Linked DNA regions of Oryctolagus cuniculus: region 2 is linked to region 1. A link is a contact called in public Hi-C data. All regions are on one chromosome and are shown on one strand. Each heading gives the region's core, a stretch centred on a gene start, on an enhancer-like site or on the middle of the called end of the contact. The rest is flanking DNA. Distances are from core to core; before and after follow the strand shown. Region 1 overlaps SCHIP1 (schwannomin interacting protein 1). Region 2 has its middle 180 kb from the start of IQCJ.

Region 1 (4,148 bases), core at 419-2,918:
CAACGTGCCTGGGGCCCTCTCAGGGGCTGAATTTCCTCCATCACTCCATCTTGAGCTGCTGGATTGGACCCAGATGAATCTCAAGTCACATACAAGAGGTCTACCATGCAATACAATCTAATTTTCACACCAACAGGAGGGGCAGTAAAAATAATAGTGTAATCAAGAGTATACTTAATAAGAAAATATACTACAGGAGATACTTCAAAAAGACCATGAAAAATGTAATAATGGAAAAAAATACGGTGCTTTGGGTACAAAAAATTCTTGAAATTCATACATAGTTTTCCCATAATGCATCTTCCATGGACCTTTGAAGGCCTCTCATGTTTATGACAAGCCTGCGACACTTCTTTAATCCTGGGTCTCAAGTTTCCTAAAGTGACCAGACACAACTAAGTATTCATTGCCAAGTGAAGGCACTGTGTTGGACCTCAGATCTCAGGTATCCAATGACTCACACAGTTTCTACTTGTTGGTCTTTGGTAGGAAAGGTGAGTGATGCAGACATTCCTCATACAGAGGAGAGAATTCTACCAACAAGCACCTATGATAATTCAAGCAACTTTTGTGATACACACGGAAGGAATGAGCTCACATTTCTAAGCCATGGTGGGAATGGGGACTGGTATTCAGCATATTTTCTCCTTGATAATTTTTTTGGAACATATCTGATTTATGGTTTCATAGGAAAGTAATCATTAACTTTAATAAAGCTTATGTATTCTTTTAAGTCACAACTCTGATTTTTCAATCACTGTCCAATCTTAGGAGCATGCAATTTCAAGAGATGCTTCTTTTGTTAACCTCTGCAAGGTTTGTTCCACATTCACAACAGAAAAGCAGCTGAATGGCCAGGAAAGCAACACTGCACACTGGCTGGTGACCATTGGACTCACCATGGGAGACAAGGGGGTGTCCAAGCTGGTTTCAGTCTTGCTGTCGTCAGCATCGCTGTCCTTATCGCTGCCACTGTCGTTGACAAAGCATATCTGCAGGTTCATCCCACTCTGCAGTCTAGGAAGAAACAAACAGAACACACATTCTTCTTTGCTATTTGTTGCTTGGCCATAGCCAAAAGGACTGCTGATGTTTATGAACAGAAAGTAGTTTTATGTGTTCTTCATAAGAAAAGTGAGGGGCCACTATTACCCTCCACTTACAAATGACAATTTTTATTAGAGGGTTTCCTAACGTTAGATTTTTCATGCAACTTCCACGTTAAGTGAAAAACGCTTTAAGACTGGCGTAGTATAGCAACCAGCACAATACCAAACACACAGTTGACCTACAATTCAAGTGTGCTGAGTCACCGAGTGCACAGTCCTGTCAGTCAACATGAATGGACTCCTCAGCCGCAGAAGGCTGCCTGGTGTCACCAAGGGTCCTATCCCAGGGGACAATCCAAAGAATCTCACTAGAGGTGGCATCCCACGGTCATAGCTCTCTGAATACAAATTCCTCCTTTTTTTTTTTTTCTCAAATAGAATAGGGTCCTCTGAAAGAAGGCATTATTTAAGGCACTTGCCAAAAGACAAGTGATGTCACTGAACAATATCACAGGTTCACCCCTGAGGAATGTAAAGAACCCCACACCTGCTGCAGAGCCCTGCGGACTGCCTCCCACACGCAGGGCCTCCGAGGCAGGGAGCTCTGGGGAGCCCATCCCCTTCGTGGCCGTCCCGGAGTGCTGCGCCGCCGGGAGTGCTGCTGCTGGAAGCACAGTCACAAAGGCTCAGCCCTCTGTGTGTCTAACCTGATTTAACACAGGCACGGCAATTGTTACAGGGAGTTACTGCCACCTGTTGTTAGACTCTGTAATGACTGAAAGCTCCAGCTCTGTCCACAGTGAGGAAACAGGGTCCCCAGGGGACCAGCACAAGCAGGGAGAGCCCCACCCAGGGCTGGTGGGAAGCAGGCAACAGGTTTTGCTGTAGTTAGCTCAGGGTGTTAGGAGTCAGCTGGACTCAGCTGGACTCAGCTTCTGCATCCTCACTTCTTTCTCTAAGAACAGTCTGTAAGTTCTATGACCTTCAAGTTTCTTCACCTGTAAGATGGGGTGAATACTGCTCAATTCAATGTTTTGGAAGAAGGACTGAAAGAGTTTGATCAGGGCAGGTGTTTGGTGCAGTGGCTCAGAAGCTACTCGGATGCCCCCATCCAATATGGGAGTGTCTGGGTTTGAATCTTAGTTCCAGTTCTGATTCAAGATCCTTGCTTCTGCCCCCCTAGGGAGGCAGTGGGTGATGGCTCAAGTACTTGGGTCTCTGCCCTCCATGGGGGACATGTGGATGGAGTTCCTGGCTTCTGGCTTAGGCCTGTCCAGCCCCAGCTATTGCGGGTATCTGGAGAGTGATACAGCAAATTAGAGGTTTATCTCTGTTTCTCTCTCAAAATAAATAACAAAAAGGTGTTTTTTTGTTTTGTTTTTTTTTTTTTTTTTTAATAAATAGAACAGAGTTTAGAGCTTGGCATCAGTCAGGGGCTCTGTATGTCAGCTCTCTTCCCTTTTGTACTCACTCAGATCCTAGACAAAGGAAGACTGAATGTTAGAGGTGCTGTGACTTTCTAAAGGGACTGCCAAAGCCACCCACTCTAACACCTCCCACTTCACCAGAGCAACCCCTGATGCCGCATCACCTCTCTGACAGAGGCATCCTTCTACAGAGTCGGGACCTGTTTCCTTAAAACTTTCTTCCACTGAGTTTTTTTCTTTTCTGGAAAAATCTAATATGTTCAGATTACTTTTTGATCCCATCAAATTTTAGCTTGAATGTGTAGTTGGTCTAAGAGAATAAAATCAACACATATTTAATAAAATGCAAGATCTGTATTTTGAAAGATGGGTGGGAAAAAACTACAAATAAAAAAGAGATACAAGAGTTCTTTCAAAAAGTTTGTGGAAAAAGGGAATTAAAAGATTAGTTCACTTTGGTACAAACAAGGTTTGAAATCCAGTTTTTTCATAATATAGGTTTTCCATGAAATTTTTGAAGACCCGTTGTATGCATGGATTTAGTTTGTTAGCACCAAAATAAATTTATCTTTAAAGGCATTACCTATGAACTTTAAACAATATTTTAAAAGATTTTTCTTTATTTCTTTGAAAGGCAGAGTTACCCAGGGGGGTGGGGGGAGAGAGAGAGAGAGAGAGAAAGAAAGAGAGAAAGAGAGAAAGAGAGAGAGGGGGGCCTTCCATCTGCTGGTTCACTTCTCAAATGGCCACAATGGCCAAGGTTGGGCTAGGCTGAAGGCAGGAGCCTGGAGCTTCATCCAGGTCTCTCATGAGTGCAGGGTCCCAAGTACTTGGGCCATCTTGCGTTGCTTTCCCAGGCACATTAGCAGGAGGGTGGATCAGCAGTAGAGCAGCTGGGGTACGAATCAGCACCTGTATGGGATGCTGGCATGGCAGGCTGTGGCTTACTCTGTTCCGCCACAACACAGCTCCCCCCACCAATGTACTTTTAAGTACTTTTATACATTGTAAAGGCTAGTCAAATCCAAATGTAGGATTGTATAGCCTTTTCTGTCTATTGAGTAGATAAAGTCCTGAAAAGAAGTGTCTGGCAATAGGATACAAGATTACACACACAGAAAAGAGCCCAGAATACCGTAACAGTAAATGTCACAATGTCCGAGGATACTTGTTGATTCTGAAGGAAGTTTGATTATGCATCCTGTTATTCTGTCTCCACGTGGCCTTTTGGTGAAGGACCTGCCCAGCCCTGTACCACCCATCTCACCCAGCGTGCCTAACTGAGGCAAGGCAGAGAAAGGACTGCTCGGGTGAGACGGAAAGACAAAGAGGTGGCAGGCAGCAATGGAGAAGACCACCTCAGTCCCACATCATCACCACGGGGCCCTGGGCAGACCCACACTTCCTTATGCTGTAATCACCACGGCGTTCCCTGTAGGAAGAGGGACTGACAGGACACAGCAGTGAATGCTTCCCCAGGGGATTTTAGTAAAGACGTCTTAAAACAGGCTCAGCTTTCAAGGAGGATTTGTTTGCTGTTAGCCTTTAAGCGGGTTTTAAGATGACGAACGGCTTTGGGGGGAGCGCAGCGGCAGCTCCCACCCCTGGCTGTGGGCTCAGTGAGGCCACCCAGGTCTGCTGAAAGCCTTGGTAGCAAGAGTGAACAGGCAAC
Region 2 (4,148 bases), core at 571-3,070, 650 kb after region 1:
CAGTACCACAAAGAGAAAATCAATTTTCTGCTCAGATGCAAAGCAGAGTCTCTGAGCTAGGATCAGCTCATGGTACTGTTCTCAGAAATGAATACTTGTAATGAACTTGTGGGGAATACAGCAAAGCAGAACTTTCCTCTTGAGGAGATACAGTGGAATTAGATTAGAAGACCTCAAAAGATATAGGATCCCTTTATATGCCTCTCAGAATTTTTGGTATGTTTAAAAGTTATTCTTTTTGAAATCAACCCATGAAGTTGACAAACTGTCTTCAGTTCCTAACAACACTTTATTTAATGGAATAAAATAATTTAAACAAATGAATCTTACTATCTCTGAAAGAATTTTAGAATGTTTTCAAACATTGGTGGGAAATTGTCTACAACATTATTTTTAGAGGTTTTCAGCTCTGAATAAAGTAACAAAATTTTAGCTATACTAGATTTATTATATTCATTTAAGAGGTAGAGAGAGTCAGAGACCTCTGATTCACTGGGTCACTCCTCGAATGCCCACAACAGCCAGGCTGGAACCAAAAGCCCAGAACTCTATCCAGGTTCCCCATGTGAGTGTCAGGGACTCAAACCCTTGAGCCATCACCCGTTGCTTCCCAGAGCATACATCTGCAGGTAGCTATAATCAGAAGCAGAGCCAAGATCAAAATTCAGGAACTTTCATTCTGAATTTGGGCAAACCAAGCAACATTATAACCTCTGTACCAAACGCCCACCCCAAAGCTGTATTATAATTATTCTATACAACTACCTGATAGATATGACATATGGGTATTACTTTAGACTATGTAATGAGCACTACCACGTGATGTATTTAGTGAGTTACATTTAGTCACATGTTGTAATGTAGGATTTTTTTTAAAAAAAGGATTTTCAGCTGTCATTGATATTCTTTTAAGCTAATAGTTAAATCATCTCATTCCTTTACAAGACAAATAAATAATCTTTATAGCCAAAATGAAGCTGACTTGGAATGAGTCTAATCATCACTATTAATGTATTCTCTCTTTTAATTAAAACCAAAATAGTCCAAACAACAGAAACCTTCTCTAAAAAGCATAGTAGTCTGTTAGGTTTTAAGAGAGAATTATAAGTATGAGGAAGAGAAAACAGTTTTTCACACAATCAGTGTTACTGGGCAAATTCTATAAAGTAATAGTGATTTTGACTTGAGACCAGGAAAAATTTACTTCAGTACCTCCTCAAACTATATCTATGCAATGCTAAAGCATCCAAACAAAAATAAAGGAAAAAAAATGATTACCTGGATGTCTTAGTCATGTTAGTTTTCTAAGCAAAACGGATTTCTTTTTTTTCCTAGTTTCTACAACTTGGTGTTTTCTACAGTTTAACAATGACAAAGTCCCTTCTCGAACATAAATCTGCTACAGTTTTGACAACCTTTTTTTTTTTTAAAGTCCCCAAGTAATTCTTACTTGAAATCACTAACAATTAATATACTGTAATACACATAATCACCTAAAGACCAAAGTAAATAGAAGATAGTATGATGGTAATCATGATAAAAAGCCAACTTGGTGCTACATGAAGTGGCTGATATTGGGAACTTCCTTCTTTCACTTCCTCAGGTTTCCACGAGGAATTCTTTTCCTAAAGGCCTCCAGCCTGTGATTTCCTTTCCTCACTCACTGACTGAAGAATTAAGCAAAACAATCAAGTATCTGCAGCCCAGGTTCACCCTCCATCTGTTTTTCTGCAGAATCGGCCTCCCTCTACAGAATCCAGTGCAGCCTTGCCCTGGGTTGAGGCCAACGGAGTTCGGTGCCTCCTGTGGCTGCTAAGCTTATCTGATTCCACACTTAGGAAGCAGGTGGCCCAGTGTGGCCACAGTCAGAATTGCACCCATAAATCCAACCTGGATGGGAAATAAAGCTGAGATTTTGATCTCCTTCTGCTTAAATCTCGTCTATAAAAATTAGTTCCTAGTCCAAGAAGAAAAAAGGAGTTACTTACTGACTTCATAAAACTTCATATTCCAAATACTGTTGTTTTGCTGAGTGTAATATATATATATATACAGATATATATATATATACACACACACACATCCTGCAAGCCAGCTAATGTAATAAGGTTTATATGTGAGCTGACTTAATAACATTTCCATCTGCATAATACATTTCTACACTAAAAAAGGGGATGTCATGTGTAAAATTTTAACTGGAAGTTTTATAAAATGCACTGTTCAATTCATATTAATTTTATTATGGAGTCAAAGAAATTGCAGCTCTTAGAATTTTTCTTCAGTAACTACTAACTCTAGAATGGTTTTTCTCAACATATGTTCCATGGATTAATAATACAATAATGTGTGTCATATTGGACTGCCTGGTCAAGGGAGTTTGGGAAATATGAAAACAGTACCTCTTCCTGCAGGCTCAAAATGTGTATTAATTTAAATTTGCTCTAAGGCATTCTGGAATAAATGAATTGGTTTGTTTCATCTCTTTTCCAATTAACATTTATTGACCATCTAAAAACTAATCAGCTGGGTACCATACTCTGGGAAATTCAGCTCTAAGATGTTTCAACAGTCGTATGTTTGTTAATAATACCCAAGACTTCTGTATAGATAATCAACAAACAGTTAATGAGTATCTCCTATAAGTTATCAGTGCTTCTGTTACAACAATTGCAGCCATGGTAGGAAACTATCTTAACTGTTAAAAGCAGAGGTTGTGTGCATTTGGATAATCATTGTATACCCAGTACCTGCAAAAGCTTGGCATACACTAGGCATTCAGATAATTGTTGAACAAATGAATGAATGATGCAAACTTCATCCAGCGATATGAATAACTGCCTCCCACAGAGATTTCTTATTTGTAAAAGGAAAGCCCAACAGAGCCTTACACAAAGGAGCTTTCCAGAAAATGGGGAGGGGGGCAGTAGGGGGTGTTATAATAATGGCTCATCTCCTGTTCCAAAACACCCGATTTCTCCTTACACCTAATGCATCTTTCATGCTTATCCAATGAGGGAAATGATACTGGATGATACTGGACTCTGAGAGGGGTGCACTAGGATCTAAATTAGAGATCCAATGCTTGTCTCTTGTAAACTATAGCACAAGGAGGAAATCTACATGAGCACAAATGTCAAGGCTGGACTTGAAATAAATGGCAAAGAAAACAAGCTCATGCCCAGCAGACTTTATCCAAAGAAAGGTGCATGCCATCCAAGGATTTTGCATCTACACTCACAGGTCAATAAGCCCAGAGACTGCTAAGGAGGATTTATTAGGTTACCAGAGAGGAATGAGCCAGTGATCAATGAGTGGTCAATTTTGCACAAAATTGAATCCAGGCAGTATTGAATGTTAGCAGTCTTCTAAAAAGATCTTTGAAATCCCAAAACCAAAACAACATGCTCATTTTTAAACTTGTACAGAAAAAATAACCTCCAACCATGAAGTGAAAAGGATAATTCAGGAACTGGAATCTCTGTTATCAGCCAATATTCAAGGATGTAAAAGGAAAAAGAGATTGTGGTACAGACACTATTTTTATACAAAAATATATTTATGCACACTTTCATAATGATTACATAATTCCCAAACTTTTGAAAAAGAAAACATGAATATTCTGACTCTGGTTTGAAAACAAAAGCATAAATGCTTCCATGTTAATATCAAGAACAAGAACTCTTCTTTTTCTGGTATATTATTACTATATTCTCTGAACCCAAATCTAAGACAATTGGACTAATGAAGTTTGTGTTCTTTGGTAGAATGGAAGCCACAGTTTGGGTGCTAAAGCAGTAGAACACAGAGAATCTAATTTATAATAGCTGGACACAATGTTATACCTTGCCCCTGACCTGGAAAATCTAGGTTATTAAATTATTAAGAAGCACAGGGTTTCAGTTCTGTATAATTTCACAGCTCTCCGCATTGCATTGGAAGGGGGTTCTGGAAATCCTCTTTTAGAGCTGAGATACCTCCCAGAACTACTGTGATTTTGTAACAAGACTTTCTTCCTGTGGTCATTAGCTTTCTCCTGAGGTATTTAAAGCCTGGAGGCTGTATATCTAAAAAGGGCAATGAAACTTGAACTCGAAGGTGATGAAGCAGTCTGAATGTAGGTGCAGGAAACTATGTAAACTGCAAGAGCA

What was found. Hi-C and Micro-C count contacts between places; a contact is called where the count stands out from the background.
Region 2: a Hi-C map of an unstated tissue shows a contact between it and region 1, with 2.5 times the contacts expected there. The contact joins two enhancer-like sites. A contact is called at or near these places in 2 of 6 Hi-C or Micro-C datasets (skin fibroblasts and an unstated tissue).

What each region holds. Positions count from the first base shown.
Region 1 is chr4:120,814,478-120,818,625 of mOryCun1.1, forward strand. It overlaps SCHIP1 (schwannomin interacting protein 1), which reads right to left. Exons shown (of 9, transcript XM_008266404.4): 5 at 900-1,017. Among named protein-coding and RNA genes, the nearest start is that of IL12A, 110 kb to the left of the region's middle. Within about 2 kb of position 1,669, at least 1 of the 8 cell types and tissues checked has an H3K27ac peak or open chromatin away from gene starts, as enhancers often do.
Region 2 is chr4:121,463,266-121,467,413 of mOryCun1.1, forward strand. No RefSeq gene overlaps it. Among named protein-coding and RNA genes, the nearest start is that of IQCJ, 180 kb to the right of the region's middle. Within about 2 kb of position 1,821, at least 1 of the 8 cell types and tissues checked has an H3K27ac peak or open chromatin away from gene starts, as enhancers often do.